2 separate regions of the Xenopus laevis genome follow, and region 2 is linked to region 1. A link is a contact called in public Hi-C data. All regions are on one chromosome and are shown on one strand. The core of a region is the stretch at or near the end of the contact, and the rest is flanking DNA. Distances in the headings are between cores, read along the strand shown. Region 1 holds the start of prkar2a.S (cAMP-dependent protein kinase type II-alpha regulatory subunit). Region 2 overlaps slc25a20.S (mitochondrial carnitine/acylcarnitine carrier protein).

The links. A called contact is a pair of places that touch in the nucleus more often than the background predicts.
Region 2: a contact with region 1 is called in a Hi-C map of the XL177 cell line, with 4 times the contacts expected there. The contact joins the enhancer-like site here to the promoter of prkar2a.S in region 1. A contact is called at or near these places in 3 of 4 Hi-C or Micro-C datasets (the XL177 cell line, the XTC cell line and animal cap).

The regions. Positions count from the first base shown.
Region 1 is chr4S:115,727,415-115,731,713 of Xenopus_laevis_v10.1, forward strand. prkar2a.S (cAMP-dependent protein kinase type II-alpha regulatory subunit) reads right to left here and starts at 2,255. Exons shown (of 11, transcript XM_018261407.2): 1 at 1,764-2,255. The coding sequence starts at 2,031. LOC108715883 (a long non-coding RNA gene) reads left to right here and starts at 2,400. Exons shown (of 3, transcript XR_001935599.2): 1 at 2,400-2,531.
Region 2 is chr4S:115,799,404-115,803,545 of Xenopus_laevis_v10.1, forward strand. slc25a20.S (mitochondrial carnitine/acylcarnitine carrier protein) reads right to left here. Exons shown (of 10, transcript XM_041561742.1): 9 at 731-1,741; 10 at 1-665. The coding sequence ends at 1,679. Among protein-coding and RNA genes, the nearest start is that of slc25a20.S, 24 kb to the right of the region's middle. Within about 2 kb of position 1,463, at least 1 of the 7 cell types and tissues checked has an H3K27ac peak or open chromatin away from gene starts, as enhancers often do.

The DNA of each region.
Region 1 (4,299 bases), core at 1,005-3,504:
ATTTGCCAAAGCACTAGAAGACCCAAAGATTACAGAAGAGAAGAAGATGGCACCCGTGAACTCTGATGCCCTGAATCTGCGATGAGGGGTAAAGTATAGAGTTAGGGGCATTTACCCAGGGTAACACCTAAGATGGGGGGGGCAGGGAGGGTATCTATTTAGGGTAGGGGATTTTAATAAAAAGGGATTGGAGAAGGAAAGGCTGTTTGCACTTGGGGATGCCAAATGTTAGGTACACCCAATTGATTGTATTGACTTACCTGAAAACCCAGCCTGGAGCTCCTATCGACAGAAATCTGAACCTGCCCAGGGTTATACCAGTGAGCACCACGGAGCGATCCTCTTCCTGTTTCCTCTTTCTTCACGCAGCTGCGCATGCACAGTAGAACGAAAAGCCGAAGTTTAACTAAAAAGTCGCTATTTCGTTCTACTGCGCATGCGTTTGCCCGGCGAAATATTAAGAAAGAAGAAGATCTCTCCGTGGTGCTCGCTAGAAAAAACCCTGGGCCGGTGCAGTTTTCTGCCAATAGGAGTACTGGCCCAAGGTTTCAGGTAAGTCGATAATCACTTGGGGGGCCTAACATTTGGCATCCCAAAATGCCAACAGCCATTCCTTTTCCTTTAAAGGGATGTGGTTGCCTTGGACTGGCACAGAAGCCCAAAAACATAATGAGCAATATTTCTACCCTACTTCTTGTTCAGCTTTTGGTCATCCTTTAAATCATTTTTTAAGGGCTAGTCCACACAAGGAGATTCGGGAAGATTTTGCCGCCTGGCGACTAATCGCCTCGTCTTTTGAGCGACTATCTCCCCGAACTGCCTCTGCGTTTTTCCCCATAGGCTACAATGCAAAGTCGTCTGCGCTAATGCACACGCGGCGATGCGCTTTCTATAGTCGCCCGAAGTTGCCGCATGTGCATTAGCGCAGGCGACTTTGCATTGTAGCCTATGGGGAAAAATGCCGAGGCAGTTCGGGGAGATAGTCGCTCAAAAGTCGAGGCGATTAGTCGCCAGGCGACAAAATCTCCCCGAATCTCCTCGTGTGGACTAGCCCTTTAAGTCTCTCGGCAACTAGTCATTTTAAAAACCCACAGGCAGAAGCAGAGAAAGCCGGTGATTGTGCAGCAATTGTTGGATGATGGCTCCATCAGAAGCCCTTTAGCACTTCCACTGCTCCACTTCAATCAGCACTTTCACTGCTCAGCCCACTGCCAAGGCTGGAAGTGCCTCTGACTTAAAGCGTCATAAGGGGCTTTGGGTCTGGACTATGCAGAAGAATTAAAACAAATGCAATTGTAAGCAATATACAATACCGCTGGAAATGCATGTCAAAGCTGTCAGTAGATAATTTCCTGCCTCAATTGTTTAGTCTCCCTGCACTGCTGGATCTGACACCTGAAAGAATGTACCAGCAGCAGCAGCGAGTGGATTAGAAGTGGTCTGGGGGAGAGCCAACTTCTGCTTCATGGTTTCAAAAGTAAAAACTAGAGGATGTTGCAGATTTTCCCCACCAATAGATTAGAGAATCAACTTGTGCCTTTAATAATAACCCAAACTGCAGCCCCTCTAGTTGTTGTTGAGCTGTCCATTACCTGAACACCAGAGCGAGGCTGGGAGAGATCAACAAAAACTATGGGGGGGGGGGGGGACAGGTCTGATTTATGGGATTTCCCCTTTCTCAAATGGGCCCTAACCTTCCTGACCAGCCAGGGGCCCCTTCTTCTCTAACTCCAGCCCTGCCCACAGCACACGCGGCCTCTTACGTTCAAAATCGGAGTCATCGTCCTCTTCCTCGTCGTCCTCTTCCTCCTCCCCGTTGGAATCGGTCTGCATGGGTTCTCCGTCAAAGTTGACCACCCGGGTGTGAGGCCGTATTGCGCCGGCCCCTGCGCCATCCTGTAGCTGCTTCTCCTTGAGTCGGGTGAAATACTGTATCGCGAACTCCACCAGATCAGGCGGCTTCTGGCGCAGCACCTCCACCGTATAACCCTGCAGTAAGTCCGTCAGGCCGGGCGGGATCTCGATACTCATAGTCCCCGGGTTGGGGGGGGAAGGAAGCCCCGTTTCGCTTTTATTCACGCCTAACCCTGGATAAGGGGAGTCACCAAGCAGGCCAGAGGGTGCTGTCCCCCCTCTCTATCTCCCGAATGGTTTCTCCGCTCACACAGTCCCCCCTCCCTCCCCCCGACAAACGAGCGGGCGCTGAGGAGTTGACGCGGTTCAGGGTATCACCTCACACAGCCAGAAACCGGCAAGAGCGCAGCGCGCACTGATCCCTAAGAGACGCGAGTAGGCCGGGTGCGCGCGCGCAGCAGGAGGCGGGAAAGACGGGGCAGTGCATTGGCTAATAGGGAGGGACAACTTTCTGACGTCAATGCATCGTTCTCTTCCGCCAATGTATTCCATAGTGAAAGCGGCAGCCCTGTAAAGCTGCAATGTTACCTGAGCTGCTATGTCACCGCGTTCCAAGACTGCAGCTATTATAAGGCGTCGGGAAGTTGAGCTGTCATTCCTCTGGAAAAAAAAGCCGGGTAATTTACATATCACTCATTTAAACCCACCCACTCAGTGACAGCGGCTGCTGACGGTGGCTCCGCCCTATTCTGCGTCATTTACTGCCTGGCCTTCAGGGTTGCTAGGTTGGCTGGTTTCCAGCTAAATTGGGCTACTAGTATAAAATCCAGGCCGGTTTTGAAAGTACAAACTTGTCAAGGTACTGATTTGGGCTACCTTTTGGGCCTTTGGCTGGTATTTACTTTGCAAACAGCCCAAGTTTGTTCTTGCCCTAATGTGCCAAGTCTGAGTCTCCCAATGCAGGTTGGGTAATGTAGTTTTTGTTGAACAATTTCTCAAATGGCAAGTTGAATGTACGACTACAATATCCAGCATGCAATGGGATTGATTGGTGTAGAATTTGGGAATTACCAGATTTTGGGCTCTAGTCTCGCATTTTCCAATGACAATTTTGGTAGGGATGCACCAAATCCAGGATTCAGTTCGGGATTCGGCCGAACCGAATCCTAATTTGCTTATGTAAATTAAGGGCAGGTAGGGAAATCACGTGACTTTTCATTAGATTTTTTTTTCCTTTCCTGCCCGATGCAAATTCGGTTCGGTATTCGGCCGAACCTTTACCAAGGGGATTCGACCAAATCCCAAATAGTGGATTCGGTGCATCCCTAAATTTTGGGGAAAAATCTGCTGGCCACCAAAATGTCTAGAGGTTGAATTGTTTTACCAATATTTATTGAAATTGTATATGTATTCCGGCCCCTATACCTCCCTCTGTAGTTACGCCCCTGGTGAAGGGGGCGAATCTTTCCCATTTTGCTTTACAGAAAAATGTGCGAATCAGTGAATATCGAAAAAGGCGTATTTTCACATATATTTATTTTTTAGACTTTTTTTTCACTGCACATGTGTTATTTTGGGCTACTTTTAAAGTGCCTCTTGGCTAGTTTTGGGCTGGTTTTGTAGCTGACTTTGACTGGTTTTGAAAATTAGACCTGGCAACCCTGCTGGCCTTGGCTTGGGAGTGCTGGGAGCCAATGAGTTCTGTGTAGAGTGCGTGGTTGTGCAGTAGCTCACTTCTTTTAATATGGTGGGGGAAATAAACAGTAAAAGCCGAGTATTTGGCATGGTTTAACCACAACTGAATGAATGTGGGGACCTTTTACTTAATAAATTCTCTTGTCCTGTGACAGACATAGGCTGCTGGGAGTTGCTTGTATGAGATCACCTGTCAGGTGCCAGAATGGACGGCCTTTCATTGTTTAAGAGACTTTAGAGGAAGTAAATATCTTTCCAGTAGTAAAGTTAAATTGCAAATTGACCCTGAATCTGCTTTTGTTTCTCAACCGACCTGCCATGATCCCATTCACCAACAGTTTCTTCATTCCACCTCTAATCACTTATTAATCTAATAACATCAAATCATGTAATCATTAAATAAACCCAATAGGCTGGTTTTGCTTCCAATAAGGATTAATCATATCTTAGTTTGGTTCAAGTACAAGGAACTGTTTTATTATTACTACAGAGAAAAAGAAAACCATTTTTAAAATGTTGAATTATTTGCCCTGCTCTTCATCAACTAGCATTTAGGCAGGTTTTATATACAGTGTCGGACTGGGACACCAGGGGCCCACCAATTAATCTTAGACCAGGGGCCCACTCTTAGTACTATTTTTCTTCCTCTCCTCACTCAAACTTTATTCCCCTAGGGGCAAATTTACTAAAGGGCAAAGTGACTAACGCTGGTGAAAATTCACCAGTGTGACGTTGTATCGTATTGCCAAT
Region 2 (4,142 bases), core at 213-2,712, 71 kb after region 1:
GGGTTTTCCAGATAAGGGATCTTTTGTAATTTGGATCTTCATACATTAAGTCTACTAGAAAATCATGTAAACATTAAATAAACCCAATAGGTTGGTTTTGCCTCCAAAAAAGGATTAATTATATCTTAGTTGGGATCAAGTACAAGCTACTGTTTTATTATTACAGAGAAAAAGAAAATCATTTTTAAAAATGTGGATTATTTGGATAAAATTATGGGAGACGGACATTTCATAACTTTCTGGATAGTGGGCTTCCGGATAACGGATTCCATACCTGCACTCTCATTTTGCAACAGTTTTTCTAATACTGAAGTGTATTTCCCCTTCTTAAGCAGCACTGGGAGGGGGTCGCCGACTCTAACTGTTCTAAATTGATACATTTAGTTGATACATTTCTTATCTTTGTCCCTGAGTTTCATTACAGGCAGCTGTTAGAATTGATACAATAGTTGCTAATACTCCAGAGCTGCTGCTGAGAAATGGATCAACTAAATGTATAAACTAATTGTATCAATATGACTATGAAGATTTTCATTCATCCAGGTCATGGTATATCTAGTATAGGTAAATCTAAAAACAACTGGACTTGCTGAGTAATCAATGAAAACGTTTTTTTTTTTAGATTTACCTGTACTAGATATAATTGTATCAACTAAATGTATCAACTAATTGTATCAATTAATTGTATCAACTAATTGTATCAACTAAATGTATCAACTAATTGTATCAACTAAATGTATCAACTAATTGTATCAACTAAATGTATCAACTAATTGTATCAACTAAATGTAGCAAATTGTAACAGTTCAGATTAGGGATGCACCGAATCCACTATTTCGGATTCGGCCGAACCTCCGAATCCTTTGCGAAAAATACCAAACATATGCATATACATATGCAAATTAGGGGTGGGAAGGGGAAACCATTTCCCTCCCGCCCCTAATTTGCATGTTCAAATTAGGATTCGTTTGGGCCAGGCAGAAGGATTCATCAAAATCCGAATTTTGCTGAAAAAGGCCGAATCCCGGATTCGGTGGATCCCTAGTTCAGATGCTCCTGGATCACTGAGCTGCCAGACTGAAACCCCAGAGACACAAACATTAAACTTTGGGGAAATTTTGGGGAAAGGGTAAAAAATAAAAGATGGAAAGCAATTAAAAAAATGTATTTGATTTGTTTATGGTAAAAAATCTAAAAACAACTGAACTGAAAAAGTGTTTGGAAGGTGAAGCACCCCTTTAAAGGGGCTCATCTTAGCCAAATTCCCATATGCTGATACCAGAGGCGAATGATCAATGTCTGGATCTCTAGCATGAAGGCAAAAACATTTTTCAAGTTTATATCAACATAAGTTGGGGGTTGGGCAATTCCCATCCTCTTGGTTTAGGACAGACTTGGAAGAGAGTTGTCATTTGGTGATGATGAAGCCAATAAACAGGTGATGAATTGAAGACAAGGCCAGTCTGATGGGATATAAAGAGGGACCTTATATGAGATCAGCTCCATATACGAGTGTCTGGTCTCAGTCAAGTATTAACAGAACAGCACTAATTTAGCACCGCTCACTAATAAGGCAATTTATTTTGTATATTTCAGTCCATGTAGTCTTGGTATTCTCTGCGTGATACCCAGCGGCGCAGGCACCGACGGCCCAAACTCCTACATTTAATTCTGGGCTTCACAGGTTTGGGGAGAGCCAGTTGAGGAATTTCATGGCAACCTCAAATCCAAGGAAACATGCCTAGCAAAAAGAGGACAGACAGATGTGAGAGAGCGATTCAGGCTCAATTATAGCACTTTCACACAAGGTTAGGTATTAGCAAAAAGCTTATTTAAAAAAAATAAAAAAAAACATACTTAAAGGAACAGTAACACCAAAAAATGTTTTAAAGGAATGACAATATAATGCAGTGTTGCCTTGGACTGGTTACAACTGGTGTGTTTGCTTCAAAAAGACTACTATAGTTTATATAAACAAGCTGCTGTGTAGTCATGGGGGCAGCCATTCAAGCACAGGATACACAGTAGATAACAGATAAGTACTACTATAGTTTATATAAACAAGCTGCTGTGTAGTCATGGGGGCAGCCATTCAAGCACAGGATACACAGTAGATAACAGATAAGTACTACTATAGTTTATATAAACAAGCTGCTTTCTAGCCATTGGGGCAGCCATCCAAGCACAGAATACATAATGGATCACTGATTAACACTGAAGAATCCCATTGTATACTATAGAGCTTATCTGTTATCTGCTTTGTATCCTGTGCCTTTTCTCCTTTTCCAGCTTTGAATGGCTGCCCCCATGACTACACAGCAGCTTGTTTATATAAACTATAGTAGTACTTATCTGTTATCTACTGTGTATCCTGTGCTTGAATGGCTGCCCCCATGGCTACACAGCATCTTGTTTATATAAACTATAGTAGTACTTATCTGTTATCTACTTTGTATCCTGTGCTTGAATGGCTGCCCCCCATGGCTACACAGCAGCTTGTTTATATAAACTATAGTAGTACTTATCTGTTATCTACTGTGTATCCTGTGCTTGAATGGCTGCCCCCATGGCTACACAGCATCTTGTTTATATAAACTATAGTAGTACTTATCTGTTATCTACTGTGTATCCTGTGCTTGAATGGCTGCCCCCATGGCTACACAGCATCTTGTTTATATAAACTATAGTAGTACTTATCTGTTATCTACTGTGTATCCTGTGCTTGAATGACTGTCCCCATTGCTACACAGCAGCAAATTTCCTCTTCTTCGCAGGGAACTAATCTTCCCGATCTGCCTTCCGCCGGCTAAAATGAAAATCGCCTGGGGGCAGGCACACAGAGCGCTTCGTTTTCCGAAGTCGCCCGAAGTTTCCTTGTGAAGCAATTACAGGCGACTTCGGAAAACAAAGCGCTCCGAGTGCCTGCCCCCAGGCAATTTTCATTTTAGCCGGCAGAAGGCAGATCGGGAAGATTAGTTCCCTGCGAAGAAGAGGAGATGTGTTGCCTGGCGACTTAACTCACCGAATCTGCCCGTGTGGCTGGACCCTAAAGTTACTGGTTCACCCAGTTTTCATTTCACACCTCTTGTAGGTGCCCCATTGGGGAATTATTATCACATTAATCGGGATAAGTATTTTATAGTCAGGGCACAAGTTGTGTCTAACCCTATAGGTGTAAAAGCCTCATTAACAAAACAAGTAAAACACTGATTAAACAAAATAAGTGTATTTTATACAATTTGATATGTAAAAAATGTATAACTCACACTTGAGTTATTTTACTAGTTTTAGCTTAATGAATGAGGCAACATTAGCAATTTGAGTGAATATATTATCTAAAGGAAAAGTAAAGCCTCACAACCAATCTTTTAGTTTTAGCAGCAATTAGACACTTGACCTAAGATAATAATAAAACATATTTCTGATACAAATCCCTATATTATGCAAAAAAACATTTCCTGTATTTCGACCCTTATATCCTGGTACAGAAGTGGAATTACACAAACATGTAGGCGGATTTAGAAAGCCTGAACAAATGATCTATGATTTTCCCAGGTAAAATGACCCCCTCCCCAAAAATTCCAATTTGATGTCTGACTGACAGGTGTAGTAAGAGCTAAAGACACATTTTTTTTTTACATGTCGTGTAAAAGACAAAATCTAAAAACTGTCTATTTAAAAGACAATTGGAGATAGAGTTTTGTGAATTTGGTGGGAAATCCAAGATTTTTATTTTGTCTCAATATCAGCACTTTTGTGAATTCCCCCCACAGAGAGATCTGCGCCACAAATGATGGTCCTGCTTCTGTTTCTAGTGACTCTGTGAGCAGCGATGGGCACGGCTGGTATTGCCCAGAAGGAACATGGCGTTATCCAAGGGACAAGCGAGATCTGCAACTCCGAGGAAGTGCCGAGATTTGCGGCAAGAAACACGTAAGTCCAGGACACCCAGCGCTATTCACTTTGTACCACTATGTACGCATATACAAAAACGATATTTGGAAGAAACAGCTTGTGTCTTTCAATGAATGTCCAGCGCCTGTGTAAGCGGGATCTTCAGTTGCTGAGCAGTCATAGCGGCGAGGAGGTGCCGGCGTCTCGCATGGGGCAGCGTCTGGATGGACACGGAAACCGGGTGAGCT